2 separate regions of the Mus musculus genome follow, and region 2 is linked to region 1. Evidence: chromatin contacts called from public HiChIP or PLAC-seq data. All regions are on one chromosome and are shown on one strand. Each heading gives the region's core, a stretch centred on a gene start, on an enhancer-like site or on the middle of the called end of the contact. The rest is flanking DNA. Distances are from core to core; before and after follow the strand shown. Region 1 overlaps Maml3 (mastermind like transcriptional coactivator 3). Region 2 overlaps Maml3 (mastermind like transcriptional coactivator 3).

Region 1 (3,066 bases), core at 169-2,668:
CATTAGTGTTAGCTCTCTCCTGGTGTTGGGCAAGAGACACAGAGGAGGGCTCGGGGCTGAGCTAAGGGGCTGTGCCCTCATCTCAGGGTGCTGGGAGCTGGATTTGAGAAATGTGAGTGAAATAAAATGCAAAAAGCTTTTGCTTTTAGAGATGGGAGATGAGGAGGGAATAGGAGCCCAGCCTGAAGGATTGGTGGACCATCAGTCTCTTTAGAAAGGTCTCTTTAGAAAGAACTCATGGTTTCCAGTTTGGGGTGTGCAGGTCTGTGGGGAGGCACTGAGATCCAAGACAGGCTCTTGCTATCACCCTGGATAACCCACAGTGGCAGAGTCATTGATTTTTGCTCTGTCAAGACAGGGGGAGCAGGAAATGCGTGGAGTGTGAAGTGGGAGGAGCTAAAGCTCTTCCCATGATTAAACTGAATCTGACGGAACCACCGCAGAAGGATGAACCCAAGGTCCGTACACTGTGAGGTCCTTTGAGGAAGAGGCAGGATCACAGGCGGAGGCAACTCTGAGATCCTTGGGTGTCAGCAGCCAAGCTGAAGAAAGGCTGCCCCCGTGTCGCAGTAGGAAGGGATTCATGCTGCTGATTGGACGGCTCTGTGTTCTTGGCTATCGGTGGCAGGCTGCCAAAGCTCCTCTAAGCTGTCACTCACGGCCGGGAGGGCCGGACTTGTGGAGCTTGCCTCTCCAGAAAGTCTTTTTGGCCTTGAGACAAAAGAAAAAGAGCAGCTTATCGCACACTTCAGGATCCAGAGAGCCAGGAATTAATGAGCTAAGACACTGACCGAGGAAGTGGGAGAAAGCAAGGAAGGAGAGGTTCAAATGGTGGTTCTGCTTAGACGATAATGATGGTGATGACGATGATTATAAATCCTTGCAAACAGACATGAAAAGGAGGAGAAAGTTAGACTCTCGGGATCCTTAGGAGCTTCATTTGGGGCCACCATTATCTGAGGAGCCAGTCTCTGTGCTCAGTTGTCCCCAGTGACAGAAAAGAGAAAGAAATCTAAGAGTTCCAGATTTATAGATTTTCTTAATAATAAGGATGACGGTAGATGAGGGAAGGACAAATGGGAGTCTGTGGCCAGCGTGGGCAGGCTGCCTCCTTGTTTTATTTTACTGGTGATTTTCCTTTGCTTTGCACAGATCAGATTTCCCGCTCTGGTATTCAACAAGGAGCACATAGCCCGAGGATAGCAATTAGCTCTCTCTGAGCCCACTCTCCTTTGCACAGCTCTCGCTGACGTGTGCAATTACTAGCACCCCGGCAGCTCTTTTCAGATCTCGGCTGTGCACAGTGGGAAGTCAGGCCCACCATCCCAGAGTCCTCTGCCCAGACTCCTCCTCACCTGGTGCACAGGGACCTTGCCTGCAAATAGAACTGACGTGCCGGGACGTCATCGGGCCTGGCAGAGCTCATTGGCAGAGAAGTTCAGAGTTTTATTTTCAACCTAGAGACAGGCGGAGATAGATCCAGCTAGAACAGGTCTCTTCCGGCTTAGGCCCTCCTCCTGTGGTTGCTGGAGTTGTGGAGGATGGAATGTCAGAGGGAGCGTGCTTCTTATAGCCTCCTGGCTCACAGACTGAAGTTGGCTCCCTACCCCTCCGGCTGGTCCGTCGTCACAGTAGTCCTACGGTGTCCTGCGGGAGCTGCCTTCCCACAGCTTTCTTCTCTGCTTCTTTTCTTTCTCTACCTTGTGTGGTCAGGGTGTGTGTGTGTGTGTGTGTGTGTGTGTATGTGTGTATTCCTCAGGTAGATCCACTTCCAAATGAAGACCCCCCCCCCACCCCCAGCTAAGTTAATTCACTTCAGCTATAAAGTTGCCTGGGTAGACAGGAATGGCTTAAAACTTTAGGAATAAAAACTATAATACAGTGCAGGAAATGTTGCCTTTGTGTGGGAGGCAGAGAAAACCAAACCCTAAGAGGCTGAGATCCACTTCCATTCACCCTTCAAGGGAGGGCATCTTTGCCAAACCTGACTCTCCACAGGAGGATTCATAAATGGTGGTTGTTGTTGTTGTTTTCTTTTCTGGTTCATCTCATACCTGGCTGTGCCTTTAAGGAATGTTTTGGGGGGAGGACAGGGCACGCTTTGAGACCTCCTTCTTATGTATCCCAGACTGGCCTGTAACTCAGGATCCTCCAGCCTCAGTCAGCCTAGTGAGGGGATCGAGGTGGCACTGTGCCAAGCCTACATGTCTTCTTTTAAAAGGCAGAGACTTGCTACCGACCTAAAATCCAAGAGACCACAAAAGCAAGCTCTGGTGTGCCCACTCAGGGCTAGCTGAGGAGGCTCCCAAGTTCCCAGGGATTTTAGGGCGGAACTAGCAAAGGGTTAAGTGCCCCTCCCCCAACCCCCATCCCGCCACTACCTGACTCCACCCCCCCCCCCTCGTTGCTTGAAAGAGCAGTGTGGCCTAAAATGAGGGTTCTCTGCTTTGGCTTCTGTCTCTCTTGCTTGTCCTGACTTAGTAATCGTTCATTGTGACCGGCTTCTGTACATTACCTTGCCTCCTGTCCACAATCGCTCCACAGCTAAATTTCTGTTGCTTTTTAATTATCGCCATCATTATTTGGAACCGACGCGATGTTTTAAGCGAGATGTTTCGTCTTCTCGGTTGCCCCAGTGAAGAGGCCCGAAAAGGACCACAGCCCAGCCGGAGTGGGCCTCCCCTTCGAGGAAGCCCCTCGGCCACTCCCACCCTGGTGGGTTGTTTGTGTCTCACCCCATCAGCCACTAGGTCTTAGTAGGCTCCTGTCCCCCAAGGGGGTTTCTCTTGTGCTGTATTCCTGGGCCTGGCCTCTGATTCCACACATTGAAACGCAAATGACAGCAGTAATTGGCTGAGAGATAAACCTCAAGGAGCGTGTGAGCCGGGCTGCGGGGAGTTAAGTGGCTAAGTGACAATTACCGTGCCGCAGCCTTGGGATCAGCAGCAGCCGGGCCGTTCTCGTACAGGGTTTTAAAGGAGCAATATCACATTAATTGGAGGCAGGCTTCTGGGTTAACAGGCCTTACCCGGCCTCCCAGCTTATTTTATTCTACTTTAGGGATGA
Region 2 (3,066 bases), core at 358-2,857, 310 kb after region 1:
GCTAATACATTCAGATTTGGTGTGCTGTTTGGTGGGGAATGTTTATGTAAGTAAGATTTTAATTTTCCGTAATAAGTTGAATGGTGGGGGGGGGGCAGACTTTATCCGATTCTGTTTGGCTATGCCTTCTTTCCTACAGTGGAAGGAAGGCACAGTGTCTCCTCACTGTTGTGAGTTATACTTTCAGTGAAAGAGAACTGAAATATTTCCCAGGCAGCTGAAAATCTCAAAAAGCTTTAACTGAGCTGAAGATAACAGGCTTTTAGGGAAGAAAGTATATGTGTGTGCGCGTGTGCGTGTGCGTGTGTGTGTGTGTCTCCGTGTCCGTGTCCGTGTGTGCTCATGCATGAGAGAGAGAGAGGAGGGAGAGAATGAGAGAGAGACAGAGAGACAGAGAGAGATGGAGAGAGAATGAGTGAGACAGACAGACAGAGCAGAGCAGATGTACAGACTAGAGGACAGTCTTGGTTGTCCTTGCTCCCAGCTTGCTTTGAGCAGAGTCTCTTATTGATCACCACTGTAGAAGTCCGGCTAGCTGGAGGTGTTGTCCTGTCTCTGCCTTCCATCTCACCGCAAGTGAATCAAGGTTTCAGGTGCCTTCTAACACATCTGTCTGCCTTTTGTGGGTCTGGGGATCTGAGCTGTGATCTTCAGGCTTGCCTGGTAAGAATCTTATCCACTGAGCCATCTCTCCCAGCCTGGTAGCAGGCTTTTGAGGGAACCCTGGGTGTGATTGAAAAAATGTTGGAGAACAGGATGGCTCCACTGGTGAAATCACTTTGCCACCGAGCTTGGTGATCGAGTTTCCTCCTCAGAAATCTTCAAGGTGGAAGGAGAGAACTGGCTAACCTCCACAGTGCCCCTAAATAATAAATACATGAAAAATGAAATGTTTTTAAGAGTATGTGTATGTGTATATATATGTGTGTGTGTATGTGTGTGATGTGTATACACACACACATACACACACACACACACACACACACACACACACACACACACACATCTACATGATGTTGGATTAGGATGCATGCACAAAGCCCTGGGTTTGATGTTCAGAAAAGCAAGATGGAGGGAGGGAGGGAGGGAGGGAAAGAGGGAGGGAGGGAGGGAGGGAGGGAGAAGGGGAGGGAGAGAGGGAGGGAGAAGGGGAGGGAGAAGGGGAGGGAGAGAGGGAAGATAAGATGTCCACTGTGTTTTGCACAAGACAAAGGATGATAAGAATTATCTAATCAGATATACAGAGAAGATATCAAGAAGAACAAGGAAATAAAGATGTGTTGGAAAGCAAGATGCAAACTAGAGAGAGAATCCCTGTTTCCAGAACTACTTCTCCGGCCTTCCAGCCTTCAGAGCTCCCTGCTCAAGGTTTAAGATGAGAGATTGTAAACCCTGCTTCATCCACATCCTTAGTTTAGCCAGCCAGAGCTTTGAAATGGCAACTAAATTGCCTTTTGGTGAAATCAAATCTTCCCTTACTAGCCTCAAGCAGGGAGGACTCCCTAGCGCTGGGGCTGGCTAATTCGTGCCAGCAGCTCAGGGTCACTCTCCCGGAACCACTGAGGTGAGCACTATTAAAGGGTTACTAGCCTCCTTTGTCGCCTGCAGTTTGTCCTGTAGGGGGTCACCCACTGCAGCCTTTTCTCCCCAGCCTGCCTGCCCGGCAGGAGGCTGCTCAGGGCAGTAAAATGTTTATTACCTGTTTATTGTGTGAGTAACCGCATTCAAGAAGGAAATATTTTCCGGTTTACCTAGGGCAATGAAAATAGGATTAAGAATTCTGAGGGCTGAGAAAGGAGCTGTATAAAAGCCAGAGTCACAGAACATACCGCCTGCAGCCACGAGGAGCCAGGCACCCACCACAGCTCCAGCCCTTTGTTCTAGTCCTGGCCACTTCCTCTCCTGTTCCCAGACTCTGCAATTCATCACCGAGGCTCTAGGGACTGCTAGCTCTCCCCTAAAGGAGAGTTTGGCTCCCATCCCAGATATGGCTATCAAACTGCACCAAAAGACAGGTCGGGGGCCTGATTAACATTTGCACACATATTTCTCTTGCCTCCAAAGGAAGTTACAAACAGCTTAATTTCCAACAATCTTGTAATGTGGAGGTTCAATATATAATATCATATAACCATTTGTATCATCCTCCAACCGCTGTGTGTAGTGAATGCAGCCATCACGGTCCAGACTTAATTCATGTCTATGATTTAAAAATTACTATCGCAAATCTTCAATTAGTTCCCAAACATGATCCTCCCCCAACAGTTTCTCCTCCCAGGATTTTTTTTCTTTTTTTCCCTTTTATCTTTTTTTTTTCTTTTCCTTTTTTCTTTTGTTTTCTTTTCTTTTTTTTTGTGCTGCTAATTCTCTTATTAAGACATGTCTTGTCTTGATCATTAATGGAGCAACACAGGATTTAAATTCTTTTCATAGTTCACAAAATTATTCTTCCCACTCTCTAAAAGTAAAATATGCAACCCTCTAAGTGTAGTCATTCTTACGAGTGGGCTTCAGGATTGAACCCTAATTATTTCTATTGTTCTCTAGGCATTCATTCGTTCATTCATTCATTCATTCATTCGTTCCGCGCTCGGGCTATTATTATCACATGCTTGGACATAGTCCTGAGAATATTCAGTTGTCCTTCAACCCATTCACAGGTCAGCTGCCTTCCAGAGGAAATATGAGTCCCTTCACCCTTAGCTTACAATGCCCACTTAACCCACTCAAAGCCTATTGTCCTTGGGCACCTGTTACCTGCTGAGTCCTCTATCTCATCTTTAGTCATGCTGTGGACCACAAAGTTCAGAAGTGAGTCTGCTGTGTTCCATCTTTGGGCCGGCTGCTCCCTCAGCCTAGGATTCTCCTGCCCTAGCCCTTCATTTGTCTGGTGTCTCCTGTCCTCTGGCCTCTGAGAACTCACTCTGAGATTGGGAACATGATGCAGTTGATGACAATGGCAACCTCAAGACTTGATCAGTACCTGTCACTGGGCTGCTGTGGGAGATGAGAGACTCAGTGCTTTCTTAGGGGCCTTTGGTTTTGCTTGAGGGTAGCAGGGTCTGT

The links. HiChIP or PLAC-seq counts read pairs in DNA pulled down with a chosen protein or histone mark.
Region 2: an HNF4G HiChIP or PLAC-seq map of pancreatic cancer cells shows a contact between it and region 1. The contact joins two enhancer-like sites. A contact is called at or near these places in 3 of 39 promoter capture datasets (cranial neural crest, frontonasal cranial neural crest and maxillary cranial neural crest), 1 of 484 Hi-C or Micro-C datasets (the N1E-115 cell line), 14 of 115 datasets of contacts at active chromatin or transcription factors (bone marrow-derived macrophages, cardiomyocytes, craniofacial prominence and 10 more) and 1 of 9 other capture datasets (embryonic stem cells).

The regions. Positions count from the first base shown.
Region 1 is chr3:52,044,618-52,047,683 of GRCm38.p6, reverse strand. The region is part of intron 1 of Maml3 (mastermind like transcriptional coactivator 3); the gene reads left to right. Among named protein-coding and RNA genes, the nearest start is that of Maml3, 59 kb to the left of the region's middle. Within about 2 kb of position 1,418, at least 377 of the 459 cell types and tissues checked have an H3K27ac peak or open chromatin away from gene starts, as enhancers often do. A contact at or near this core is called in the N1E-115 cell line, epiblast stem cells and pancreatic cancer cells, where this site is marked.
Region 2 is chr3:51,738,067-51,741,132 of GRCm38.p6, reverse strand. The region is part of intron 2 of Maml3 (mastermind like transcriptional coactivator 3); the gene reads left to right. Among named protein-coding and RNA genes, the nearest start is that of Gm46803, 32 kb to the right of the region's middle. RefSeq lists an enhancer at 1,277-2,281. Within about 2 kb of position 1,607, at least 105 of the 459 cell types and tissues checked have an H3K27ac peak or open chromatin away from gene starts, as enhancers often do. A contact at or near this core is called in the N1E-115 cell line, epiblast stem cells and pancreatic cancer cells, where this site is marked.